Regions from separate parts of the Mus musculus genome. Here region 2 is linked to region 1. The links are chromatin contacts, called in public promoter capture Hi-C maps. All regions are on one chromosome and are shown on one strand. Each heading gives the region's core, a stretch centred on a gene start, on an enhancer-like site or on the middle of the called end of the contact. The rest is flanking DNA. Distances are from core to core; before and after follow the strand shown. Region 1 has its middle 22 kb from the start of Slc16a11. Region 2 holds the start of Mgl2 (macrophage galactose N-acetyl-galactosamine specific lectin 2).

Evidence for each region. Promoter capture Hi-C pulls out the DNA fragments that hold promoters and counts their contacts.
Region 2: a contact with region 1 is called in a promoter capture Hi-C map of macrophages, with 8 read pairs. The contact joins the promoter of Mgl2 here to the enhancer-like site in region 1. A contact is called at or near these places in 2 of 39 promoter capture datasets (embryonic stem cells and macrophages), 2 of 15 datasets of contacts at CTCF or cohesin (CD8 T cells and the NIH/3T3 cell line), 6 of 484 Hi-C or Micro-C datasets (the G1E-ER4 cell line, the STO cell line, bone marrow-derived macrophages and 3 more), 3 of 115 datasets of contacts at active chromatin or transcription factors (CD8 T cells, embryonic fibroblasts and embryonic stem cells) and 4 of 9 other capture datasets (adipose tissue, liver, macrophages and 1 more).

Annotation. Positions count from the first base shown.
Region 1 is chr11:70,188,681-70,194,701 of GRCm38.p6, reverse strand. No RefSeq gene overlaps it. Among named protein-coding and RNA genes, the nearest start is that of Slc16a11, 22 kb to the left of the region's middle. Within about 2 kb of position 2,386, at least 50 of the 459 cell types and tissues checked have an H3K27ac peak or open chromatin away from gene starts, as enhancers often do. A contact at or near this core is called in CD8 T cells, the NIH/3T3 cell line, the STO cell line and 3 more, where this site is marked.
Region 2 is chr11:70,127,838-70,134,635 of GRCm38.p6, reverse strand. Mgl2 (macrophage galactose N-acetyl-galactosamine specific lectin 2) reads right to left here and starts at 4,279. Exons shown (of 10, transcript NM_145137.2): 1 at 4,194-4,279; 2 at 373-517. The coding sequence starts at 481. It also overlaps the pseudogene Gm12311.

The DNA.
Region 1 (6,021 bases), core at 1,137-3,636:
GGAGTCTGGATGCTCATTTACCTATATCTGAACCCCAGAACTTTCAAGGGAAGGAGACGGGCAGATTCCTGCAGCTCACTGGCCAACCAGTTTAGCTTACCAGTGAGTTCTCCCACATATCAGTGGGAGACTCCATCTCAAAGAAGGAGGAGAAGAGGGAGGAGGAGGAGAGTGATAAAGACATCCAGTGTCAATCTCTGACCTCCACATATGCATGCATGAAAACTGAAATGCACAAACACACACACATACACACACCACACACATATCACACACATACACCACACCATACATACAACATACACATTCACAGTATACACACACAGCACACATGCACACAACACACACACACACACACACACACACACACACAAACAGTCAAGCCAAGTTCAGAAATACAGCCGTTTGCTTGTCAGTGGCTCAATGTCATAACTAAGGAACTAGGAGCTTTCCCAAATGTTTAGTCTTCACCCTGACTGTTTCTACTTTCCCCCTCTTAGTCACTACATTGCTTGCTGCTGTCTCAGACATAGCATTCGGAACCAATGATGCGCTAAGGAACATGAAAGCATTTCTTCTAGTGTGTCCTCCTCAGAGGTAAAGATACCTTCCTTCCCAGCCGGTATCCCTTGGCTCAGGGCCAGGAATTTACCACATCTCTATGCTTAAACCCGCCAGGGACTGGGTTGATGAGAACAGCTGGGGTTCCTGTCAGGCCCTAGCTCTGGGACTGAAACAGAGACAGCCTCATCTGAAGTTCATAACTGTACGGAGTTATGGAGTAGGGTGGATCCCTAAATACTTAAGGGACTGATGGTAAGAATGAAAACATTGTGGATCATGTTGCATAAAAGAGAGACAGACAGACAGACAGACAGACTTTGGCTGAGTCACGTATGAACTGCCCACTGGGACCTGAAAGGACACACAGAGAAGCTGAAAAGAAAGACGGCCTGAGAAGAGCACATTCCTGGCCGTCTGTTTCCTTGCCTGACTGGTCTGGAACTCAGATCCATCTGCCTCTGGCTTTTCAGTGATAGATCAAAAGCAGGTGGCACCATGCCTGGACTTTTGTTATTATTAACGTGATTTGTTTTCTCTGATAATAAATGACCAACTCTGCCCTCTCCCGACACACACACATCCAGAGTCTTAAGTAACTGTTGTATTAGGAAGAACCTGACCTCAGAGGCAGGAAATGGGCAACAATGTAGCAACCATAATGTGTCTCTTCCTGGCCTAGACAACAACAGCCACATTCCCAATGGTCTCTTGGCCTCCAGCCGGACTCTACAGTCCAAACTCTTTACTGCCACAAAGTGAGTTTTTCAGTAGTCAGTTCTGCCCTTAGTACAGAGTCCTAATTCCTTAACCAGCAACTCAGAATCCTTCATCATATTAACACTGGTCATCCTTGGGGTTCCCCCTCCAGTACCCTCAGCTTCAGCCTTGATAGTTAGGACCGGAGTTGAAGGATAAACAGCAAGACTTGTTTTAAAATTAGATGTAGCGCCAAACCAATAAATTCTGAGGTGCTGAATGGGTTTCAGCAGCCATGGTCTGATTAAAAGAACAAGGGGCTGGAGAGAGAATGCAGTGGCTAAGACTGCTGGTTGCTCTTGGGAAGGACACAAGTTCAGTCCCAGCACCCACCTCACAGCTCATAATCATCTGTAACTCCAGCTCAGTGCCAGGGGATCTGCGGCCTCGTCTGCCTCCATGGGCACTACACATGTGTGATCCATAGATATACATGCAGGCAAGACACACGCATAAAATAAAATAATGAATTTTTAAGGAAATTTTTTAGTAAGAAAGAATAGAACTAACTAAACTAGGTCTATTAGGAAATTTGTTAAATCAATAGAGGTAATTTCCTTAAAAAGAAGAAATTACCAAATCTACTGAACTTAAATAAAAAATAAGCACGATGCTCCACATACCTTCTATTCATCAACAATTTCTAGAAATTCTAGTAAGTATAAAAATACATAATTATAGACTACACACCTAGGAAATATAAAAATATAAGGTACATAAACTAATCTATATATATATATATATATATATAGTATAAAATAGCAGAATTAATAAAATTTTACAAGATGGCTGAATACAAGCCCTGTACGCGTAAAACAGTACCTTTAATTCCCTATGCTAACAACAGGACAACTAACTTTCTTGGAACCCTCCTACTGCAGAACTACCTAAGGTAGGTTAAAAAGAAAGAAAAGTGCCGTTTAAGTTAGCAACTCAGCTATAAAGAAAGCAGTGGGATTTTTTTTTTTTTTTTTTTTTTTTTTTTTGTCTAAAGCATGAATCACAAGCCACAGAGGCTGGGGCATAAGAGCCCACGAACACAGTGGAGCCAAGGGCATTCCCATGTGGCTTATGAAAGACAAGATGGAGGCTGGCTGATGATAGAAAGTTCAGAAATGACTACAGAGTGGGCAAAAGAAACCTGTTTGCCTTATCCCCACCACTGGGCAGAGAAAGACAAGCCATATCATAAAAATTCAGAACTAGTGCCGGGTGTGGAGACACGTGCTTTAACCCCAGCGCTTGGGAGACGGAGTGGTAGGTGGATCTCAGTGAATTTGAGGCCACCTGGGTCCACATAAGTTCCAGGCCAGCCAGGGTAACATAGAGAAACTATCTCAAAAAACAGCAACAGCAGCAGCAGCAGCAACAGCAGTGACTACATAACTGGAAATGCCCACTCCAAATCAGATCAGGGCCCACCCATCTGACACATCTGAGATCCCAGATACCCATGGCAGAGCATCTATAGTAAGGTCCTGCCAGATTGGACAGGTCCCAGGCACCGGCTGAAGCAAGCATGAGCCCTCTCTGGAGGAAGATTCCATCAAAGCTTTCTTGACAACTTTTAAAGAGACAGATTTCTAGAACCAAGCGTTTACAGCTCAGAAACGCACAATGCTCTCTCTGTGTCTCTGTCTCTGTGTCTCTGTCTCTGACTCTCTCTCTCTGTCTCTCCATACACACACACACACAACACACACAAGACTAGGCAAGACAAATCAGCAATAAGAAGTGGCAGAATGAGGCCCACGTGGAATTTAGTGACTTGAATTTTAGAGAGAATAAAAATAAACACATTATATAAGTAAATAGAATAAAACTTGAAAATGTGAGCTAGAGGTCATTGTCAAAAAGGTGAGCAGGCTCGCTCTGGTGGACTAGTGGGGCCACATGCCCATGGTAGCCAAGGAGAGGGCTGTGAGCATGCGTGCAGTGGATCACTTCTGCTTAGAGGAGTGGGGCCTCCTCTGGTTCTAAATGGAAGATCCAGAGTGTGACTCATTGCTTCCTATGCTGACATTCATAAAAGGCATGGTCTGGCTGTTACAAAGTCGGGAGAACCGGCTTCCAACTCCAGGCACGGAAGCTAGTGTGAGCATCAAATAGGAAAACTCAGACTGTATGAAACGTAATTTTTCTTTGCCACCCCCCCCCTTTTTTTTTTCCTGAGATGGGGTCTCTTTATGTAGTCCTGGCTGTCCTGGAGCTCATAATATAGACCAAGCTGGCCTCTAATTCAGAGATCCTCTTGCCTCTGCCTCCTGAGAGCTGGGATTAAAGAAGTGCACCACCACCATGCCTGGCTTTCCCTCTGACTTTGGTAAGAGTGATGGACATGACATGACCTTTAAAGAAGAGAGATGGCTCCGTGGTTTAGAGCCCTTGCTGCTCTTGCAGAAGACCCAGATCTAATTCCCAGAATCTACATGAAGGCTCATTGCAACCTCAGTTCCAGGGATTTCTGATCTCCGCAGTCACCGGCATGCACACAGTACACACACCTACAGGCAAAATGTTCAGGTGCACAAAATTAAATAATTAAGAAAAGGAAAATCCTGCTGTGTGTGTGGTGGCAGAGGACAGCGAAAACAAAAGGGAAGGATTCCAACCTATACTGAGAATTGGATTAAGACCTCAGTGTGGACTCCATAGCAGTGAGGCGGAACAGGAAATGTTTTTGAGATGAACAGAGGTAGCCAAAGGGCAAAGAGATCACTTCTGTTCTTGTGGTCTCATTGCAGTCAGCAGAGCCTCAAGAGGAGGAGAGCTCGGGGCATGGTGGCGCACGCCTTTAATCCCAGCACTTGGTAGGCAGAGGCAGGCAGATTTCTGAGTTCAAGGACAGCCTGGTCTACAGAGTGAGTTCCAGGATAGCCAGGGCTGCACAAAGAAACCCTGTCTTGAAAAGAAAAAGGAAGGAAGGAAGGAAGGAAGGAAGGAAGGAAGGAAGGAAGGAAGGAAGGAAGGAAAGAAGGAAGGAAGAAAAAGAGGAGGAGAGCTCAGCCTCTTTGCTGAGCTTTGCTGATACAAAGAAACAATGGGTTTTAGGGGGTTTTGATTTTTTGCAACAGATATGATTACAATTTTTTTTTAACCAAGGTTAAAAGCTACTTAGTTTATATGTGTCCTATGTGACTTTCTGAAACATTCTCTCTCCATTCTTAGTTTCAGTTCTCCATGCTTAGGTATGTTTAGGGTATGTGTGTACTCTTTAGACTCGGCTGATGTTAATGGTTGTAGCTATCCCTTAGTGTTCTAAAGAGAGAGTGAATCCATCCATTTTCTTTTGCTTTAAAAGGTATATGAGCCAGGGAATTTTATAAATTCAAGAGTCCTACTTAGCTCATGGCTTTAGAGGCTGAAGGGCAAAGGGCTGCTACTGGCTGCGTTTTCCAGAAGGATCCGTGACAGATGAGCGCAGGGTGGTGTGATCGCGTGCGAGAGCAATCACGTGGTGACGATACAGGAAACCAGAGAGATGCAAAGGTCAGGCTTGCTCTTTTCTAACGCCCACTCCCGTAGGAACCAACTCACTGTCTCATAACAGCATTAGTTCTTTGTGAATCCAGAGCTTTCAATGGCCTACCTACCGCCTGCTTGACATTGCCCCTTAAATGTCATCCCACCTCAGGGCCCAAGCCCCCAACGCCTGAGCCCTGAGGGACCACATTTGAGCAGTATCCAAAGCATAACGAATGGCTAGCTTGCCACGGTCAGTGCAAATCACCCTGTAGAAAACTGATCTTGCGCGCATGCGCGCGGGGCGGGGCGTTGCTCACCACTTGCTGTGTTTTGTTTAATGGCCTTCCTCTCTTATTCAGCAACCGGTCTGTCAAATGGCGATAAATTGTTTCTGTCCACCCCCGTGAAGTAATCATGCACCCTGTGAATAATACACAATTGAAGTGCTTTTTAACTTATAAAACATGACCAGTTATGACTCATTCCGACATTTCAAAGCCTAAGAATTCCGGTGGCACCAGAGCGAGTGACTTGTCTTCCTTTCTACTGAAATGATTCATACATTTCCTTCAGATTCTGTTAACCCGTGTCATTCCTTTCCTCAGAACCTATGTGAGCCCTGACTATAAGATGTGAATGGATTCTCATCATTGGGGAGAAGCAGGAGGCACAAGGCCCAATGCCCAGTGCCTGCCATGAAACTGGTTGTAATGGTTTGAATATTCTCGGCCCAGGGAGTGGTGCTTTTAGAAGGTGTGACCCTGTTGGAGTAGGTATATCACTGTGGGTGCTTTAAGACCCTCATCCTAGCTGCCTGGAAGCCAGTCTTCTCCTAGGAGCCTTCAGATGAAGATGTAGAACTCTCAGCTCTGCCTGCACCATACCTGCGTGGGCACTGCCATGCTCCCGCCTTGATGATAATGAACTGAACCTCTGAACCTGTGAGGCAGCCCCAATTAAATGTTGTCCTTTATAAGATTTTCATTGGTCACAGTTATCTGTTTATAGCAGCAAAACCCTAACTAAGACAGAAGTTGGTACCAGGGACCAACAGGGTATTGCTGTGATAGGCCTGACCATTGCCTTTGTTTGGAGGAATGTGGATTTTGGGACTTTGGATTTGGAAAGCAGTGGATTACTTTAAATGGGACTTAATGGGTTATCCTAGTAGGCATAAGGAAGACTTTGTCACTGAGAGTGATTTAAATTCTAAGAACCTGGCCCAAGAGGTTTCAG
Region 2 (6,798 bases), core at 3,030-5,529, 62 kb after region 1:
TCACCCTTCAGGGCTCACATGCACAAGTGTGGGAATGCAGACATTATGCACATACAGACAGCAACGCTCTGTGAGGCTCTACATCAGAGCTGGACCAGTACAGTAAGAACACAGAGGTAGCTGGGGGCAGTCAGGCCACCATCCGGCTCTTAGTCTCTGCATGCATGACTGTGTGTACAAAGGATGAGCTACTCCAAAACTACACACCATGCAGACCTCCCCTACCCTCCTACAAAGCACAGGAAGCCAGGTCATTCGGGTCTTCCTGTCCCTGTCTCTCTGAGGCCCTTGAATGTGTAATGAGCCTTGGAGTGTACCTGAGCGCACTGGGTGCATGGTGAGCCACGGCAGCGCAAACCCTGATAGACATACTTAGAGCAAACTTTGGAGACTCCATTCCTCCTTTCTTGTCACCATTTCTCATCTCCTGGTTTTTCTCTTCCCGCTCCAAGTTCTGGAAGTTTTCATATCTCATTGTCATGTTTTGACAAACGCAAGGCTTCTGGGACAATCAGAACTGAAACGAAGAGACTAGGGTTCAGTTAGGGTGTATGTCTAAGATGAAGCAAGAAGCATGGTGGAGCTGAGGGCAGGGCTGTGGCTGGGGTTGAATACCCCTGTTAAGAACTGCCCTGGGGCCGGGCAGTAGTGGCACACGCCTTTAATCCTAGCACTTGGGAGGCAGAGGCAGGCGGATTTCTCAGTTCGAGGCCATCCTGGTCTACAGAGTGAGTTCCAGGACAGCCAGGGCTACACAGCGAAACCCAGTCTCAAAAAACAAAACAAAACAAAAAGAACAGCCCTAGGTTGTCGTGAGGGTGGAGATAGGCATGAGTTTGCAGCTGAGGTTGGACACAAAGTCAGAACTGGATCTGCCTTTGAGGAGGAGTGAGCCAGGACTGAAGTTGGAGGTAAAGTTGGAGCTAAGGACTTTCAACTCTCTGCTACTTAGTGATTTTTGCAACGTTGGCCAAAGTGAGAAAGTATTTGAAAGGCGACAGCATTCTGTCTCTTTGAGACCAAAGGATGTCTTGCCTGACCACAGAGCAAACACAGAAATACCCTCAAACACTGCTTCCAAATGCCATGCGTAGAAGGGCGTTCAATGGACTTTGAGAAACCTGATAGGCTATATCTGCCTTTCTCTCTTGGAAGGCCCAATGCCACGTTTCCACTATGAGAGATCTAAGAGGCAATAGTACAAGGGAAACTGGTTTTTGTCTAGCCTGTCATTTTAATATGATAGGAAATCGGGTAGGTTTTTAATCACTTATTTGTGTTTATGGCATGTGTGTGTGCACATGTGTGGCATGATTTACACAGGGAAGGATGAGGCTAATAAGTAGGAGTTGGCTCTCTCCTTCCACAGTGTGGCTTTCAGGAACTGAACCCAAGTCATCAGGCTTGGCTGCAAGCTCCTTTACCCAAAAGCCATCTTGCTACCCCAACAATCTCGTTTCGTTTTCTGAATAATGTCTATCACTATATCAGGAACCAATCTGACCATCTGGAATACACCATCCTGAGAACCTTTCTTAACATTTTCATGGCCACCTACAAATAAGTCTAATATTTTTGTGTGTAGAAAGAATAAATAGCTAAATTTTCATGATGGTTTATGGTTCAAATAAATATAAATAACTTAGAACTTTTTTTAACACTGTAAATGAACAAAGTCACACTGTTCTTTGGAATATTTGCAAATAAAAATTAAATGTTAAGACTTCAAGAAAAAAAAAGTTCGACAGCTGGGTCTAAGATGAGGCTGAACTTGACCTTGAGTCTCATTCTGAGACTGGCATCAGTACCCAGTCAGGAACATAGAAGGAACCGGACCTGAGCTTGCAATAAAACTGGAAGTTAAGACCTAAGTGTGGGCACTTCAGTGCGCGACTTGTATGAAGATTAATTTTGGATCTGGGATTGGAACGGACAGGGTTGAAGTAGGAGCTGAGGTTAGGACTGCAATAGAATACTGTGCTCAGTCAATAAGGTACTTGCCAGGCAAATATGAGGGCTGATATTCCATCCCCAGAACCCATGTGAGGCAGCTGGGAGCAGGGCTGGAGGGATGACCCAGTGGTTAGAGCATTGTACTGGCTAGTTTTGTGTCAACTTGACACAGGCTGGAATTATCACAGAGAAAGGAGCTCAGTTGGGGAAATGCCTCCATGAGATCCAGCTGTGGAGCATTTTCTCAATTAGTGATGGGGATGGGGGGTCCCTTGTGGATGGTACCATCCAGAGATGGTAGTCTTGGGTTCTATAAGAAAGCAAGCTGAGCAAGCCAGGGGAAGCAATCCAGTAAGCAACATCCCTCCATGGCCTCTGCATCAGCTCCTGCTTCCTGACCTGCTTGAGTTCCAGTCCTGACTTCCTTTAGTGATGAACAGCAGTGTAGAAATGTAAGCTGAATAAACCCTTCCTCCCCAACTTGGTTCTTGGTCATAATGTTTATACAGGAATAGAAACCCTAAGACAAGCATGTAATGTTCTTCCAGGCAACCTGAGTTGGCTCCCGGCTCCCACATCGGGCAACCCCTAACAGCCTGTGACTCTAGCTCCAGGGAGATTCAACTCCCTTGGCCTCTAAGGGCACCTGCACTCAAAAGCACTCATCCAAATACAGAGACTCACATGTACATATAATTCAAATAATAAATAAAGTTTTAAAAGAAAGAAAGAAGATCTAGGCATGGTGTCTGTCATGCTAGTAATCTCTGGAGAGGCAGAGACAGCTGGATCCCTGAAGTATGCTGTCAGGTCAGCCCAGCCTACTTAGCAAGATTCAGGTCAGTAAGAGACCCTAACTCAAACACAAAACAAAACAAAACAAAACAAAACAAAACAAAACAAAACAAAAGAGTGGGACAGGGAGATGGCTTGGAAGATAAAGTGCTCACTGTCCAGTCATGAGGTCCCAAGTTTGGATCCCTAGCACCCATGTAAAGGCTGGTTGTGGTGGCACACTCTTTCTTGTAAGCCCAGTGCTTGTGGGAACGGGGCAGAGAGACGTCATGAGAACTCATCAGCAGAAGGATGAGCTGAGAAGGCAAGCTTCCGCTTCAGTGAAAGATCATGTCTTTTTTTTTTTTAAATTAGGTACTTTCTTCATTCACATCTCCAGTGCTATCCCAAAAGTCCCCCACTCCCCCACCCCACCCCCACTCCCACTTCCCAGCCCTGGCGTTCCCCTGCACTGAGGCATATAAAGTCTGCACAACCAATGGGCCTCTATTATATCTGCACGACCAATGGGCCTCTCTTTCCACTGATGGCCGACCAGGCCATCCTCTGATACATATGAGGCTAGAGACACGAGCTCCGGGGGGCACTGGTTAGTTCATATTGTTGTTCCACCCATAGGGTTGCTGTTCCCCTCAGCTCCTTGGGTACTCTCTCTAGCTCCCCCATTGGGGGCCCTGTGATCCATCCAATAGCTGACTGTGAGCATCCACTTCTGTGTTTGCCAGGCCCCAGCATAGTCTCACAAGAGACAGCTATATCAGGGTCCTTTCAGCAAAATCCCACTAGTGTATGCAATGGTGTCAGCGTTTGGAGGCTGATTATGGGATGGATAAAAATAAGGCAGAGAAAGTGAGAGAGAGAGAGAGAGAGAGAGAGAGAGAGAGAGAGAGAGAGAACAAAGGATACTTGATGTCAGCTTCTGCCTGCCACATATGCATGCAGGCATGCACTTACACACATGGAGCCCACACATGCATACCATGCACACACACGCACGCATGCACATGCACATGCAAACTAAGGTAAGCAGCTCCTGAGAATTACAGCCATGTTTGTCCTTGGCCTCCACATACATGCACATATATCTATACGTATAACTACACACACATGAACATGTGTATTGTAGTTAAGAACTATGGTTTGGATCTAAAATATCTCCAAAAGTATGTTAAGCAAAGAACTAAGGTTAGGGATAAGACTAGAGTTAGGATGGAAATCAGCTGGGAACTGGGCCAAGACATATTGAGTTTGAGTCTTAATTTGCCTAGGGATTGTGGAGGCCACAACCCAAGCTAGAGTGCAGTGCTGGTGTATTCCCAAGCCTTACACGAACCCCTTCTATATCTGCATACTTCCTTCCACCCAAGGCCTAGAGCCCTTCCTTCCTTGCATCCCTTACACATCTCTTGCCCCACTGGTCTCCCTGGCAACCCCGACCCAGTTACCTGTGTGAAGTCTTGGCTTCCCTGTGCAGCAATGACCAGAGGCGAGAACTCAGTCGGGGTGGAGAACTATATCCCGGAGGGTTGGTGTGTGGGAGGGGCCAAGCAGAAGCCACATATATGTCCTTTGCGTCCGAAGGCCCAATGGTCTGTTCTCCTTTGCATCTTGAGTGGTCCATTTGGGGAACGTCCAAATCTCTCAGCTTCTGACAGCCAATACTGAGTGACTTGGAAATTGAGTGTGAGTGAGGATTGCCAGCTGGCAGAGGATCAGATTCATCTCCATCTCCAGAGTGTGCCGTCCCATATTCCTCTTTCTAGACCCTTCCACGACTTCCTCATTTTTCACTCGGTGGGAAGGGAGCTTACAACAGAGAGGCAGTCTATTTCCTTCTCCTATGCCTCTTATCTTCATTTGCTTCCTGCCCACGACTCTCCCTGAATGTCGGTGTCTGTCATTGAACAGCACTGCACAAGCCTTCATTCACTGCTTATATCCAAAACCTGGTGTGGTTCCTTGACCCCTGAGTCTGAGGACCCTCGCCACTAAGCCCCATCTCCACACCCCTCACTCCACCCAGAAGGATAGAGAGGGATAGAAACCGTGACCTCACCAGACATGGAGAGAAGGGCTAAAGAGGAAACACATTTTGTTAAGCATTTTAAAGAATTTATTATTTTGTCTTCTTAAGCATCCATTCTGTGCAGGAGGGTATTGGAATAGGTGATTGGTTCCCTCTAGAGCATTAAGACACAATGTGGATGATGGAAGGAAATAGCTATAGATCAAACAGCACTATTTTCCAACACCCAACTTTGCTCTCTGTGCCTGCTCAGCCTTCACCACGGTCCTTGTCAGTGCATGGCTCCTCAGAACACAGATCCCTTCAAGTAGGAATCTGAGTGTTGAAAAACAAAGCAAAAACCTTCAGGTGCTTTTGTTTATTTTCTCTTGTCATTGTTATTGTTTTCCATTTCAAGAGCACTGTTGTTTTGAGACTTTCTTGTTTGTACTGAATTGATATGTGTCAGGACCACTGGACACATCCAGTCATGAAATAGGATCGGCTTGGTGCCATTGCTAGATCACAGCCACCAAAAGGAAGTTCAGTCCCTCCATGACTTCTGACTGAAGCAAGAACCGCAAACGGCATTTCAACGTGCCTTCTCACATTCGGAGGAAGTTCACGTCTTTCCCTTTTTCCAAAGAACTGAGACAGAAGTGTAACGTTCCGTCCACACGAAGTGGTCCATGTGTGCAGGAAGAAATAAGTAACCTACACTGAATGAGTTCAGCAAGAAAAGGCTAATGGCACAACTGTCCATGCGGGCATCCACCCCAGAAAGGTGGGTATCACCAGGGTAAAGCTGGATGAGGGCTGCAAGAAGTTCCTGGAGAGAAAAGCCAAGTCTAAGCAAGTAGAAAAGGAGAAGGGCAAATATAAGGAAAAAAACAATTGAGAAGATGCAGGAGTAGAGACATCTCGTGCACAGCTTTCATTAAAGACTGCTTAAGGAAAACAACAATAACAAAACCCTCTGCGTTCATCTGCATCTCTTTTCATCCATCCTGCCGTTTAGTTATTTGTGATTTCCCTATTTATGTTTGTGATTTTCCATCTCAGTTTTGTTTTATTTATTCTGTGATAATTTTATTTATTCTGTGATAATTTGATGAGTCTGTATTTAGGCTTGGATCGAAACAGCTGCTATCAGGAGGTAATGAAACCTTTTAAAGGCGGCTGAGTGGGAGGCCTTCCTGTCGTGGAGCTGTGTGAGATCCCAGCCTTTTCCTCTTTCTCTTTTTCTACATAGCCAGGAACTGGGCAGTTTTGCTGCCCCATACTCCTGACATGATGTCCAGCCTTGCCATGGACACAATGCAATGGAACCAACCATAGGCAAAACACAGAAAAATCTGACTCCAATTAAGGCTATCCTTTTTATAAACTAATTGTCTTGGATAGTTTTTATAAGGCAGACCTACCTCTTACTAGCACAGGTTTTTGCAAGGTGATGCTAAAACTGAATGGGAAAGGGGTGATTGGCTCCTTAGCAGACACCCACCCCTTGAAAAGGATGGGGAAGAAGACAGGAGGGAGAGACCCAACATGGTATTGAACCAGCCTGTTCTCTGCAAGTGTGAACTATAAAGGCTGCCCATGATCACAGTGGTTCCACTCTAGGGAAATGATGATTGCACCAAATTTGTCGATCACATTCAGGGAATATAGTTCTTTTCATAATATTAATTATTATGTCAGTTTGTGGACATAAGAATTCTTGGTGTCTTCTTCAGCGTCTTCCTTCAGTTTTTATAGAGGGCACATGATGCTTGTGCTCACAGATAAGCACCAGGGAAACCAGGAATGGTAAGCACACATGCTTGTCTCGTCATCGGAGGAGATTTAGACCTGTTTCCTACCAGAAGGCTGGGGTGGGTGTGGTTAATAACCTGATGATCTGTGTTCTCTGAAGGGCCAGGCCATACCCAATACTCCCAGACTCTTATGTTTATTCTTCCTCCCTAGGCCTTTATCTTGAGCACTGTTTCTCAGTCAATAGAGTCAATCCCTAGGGGAGATGTCACATGTACTTTGTAGCTTCG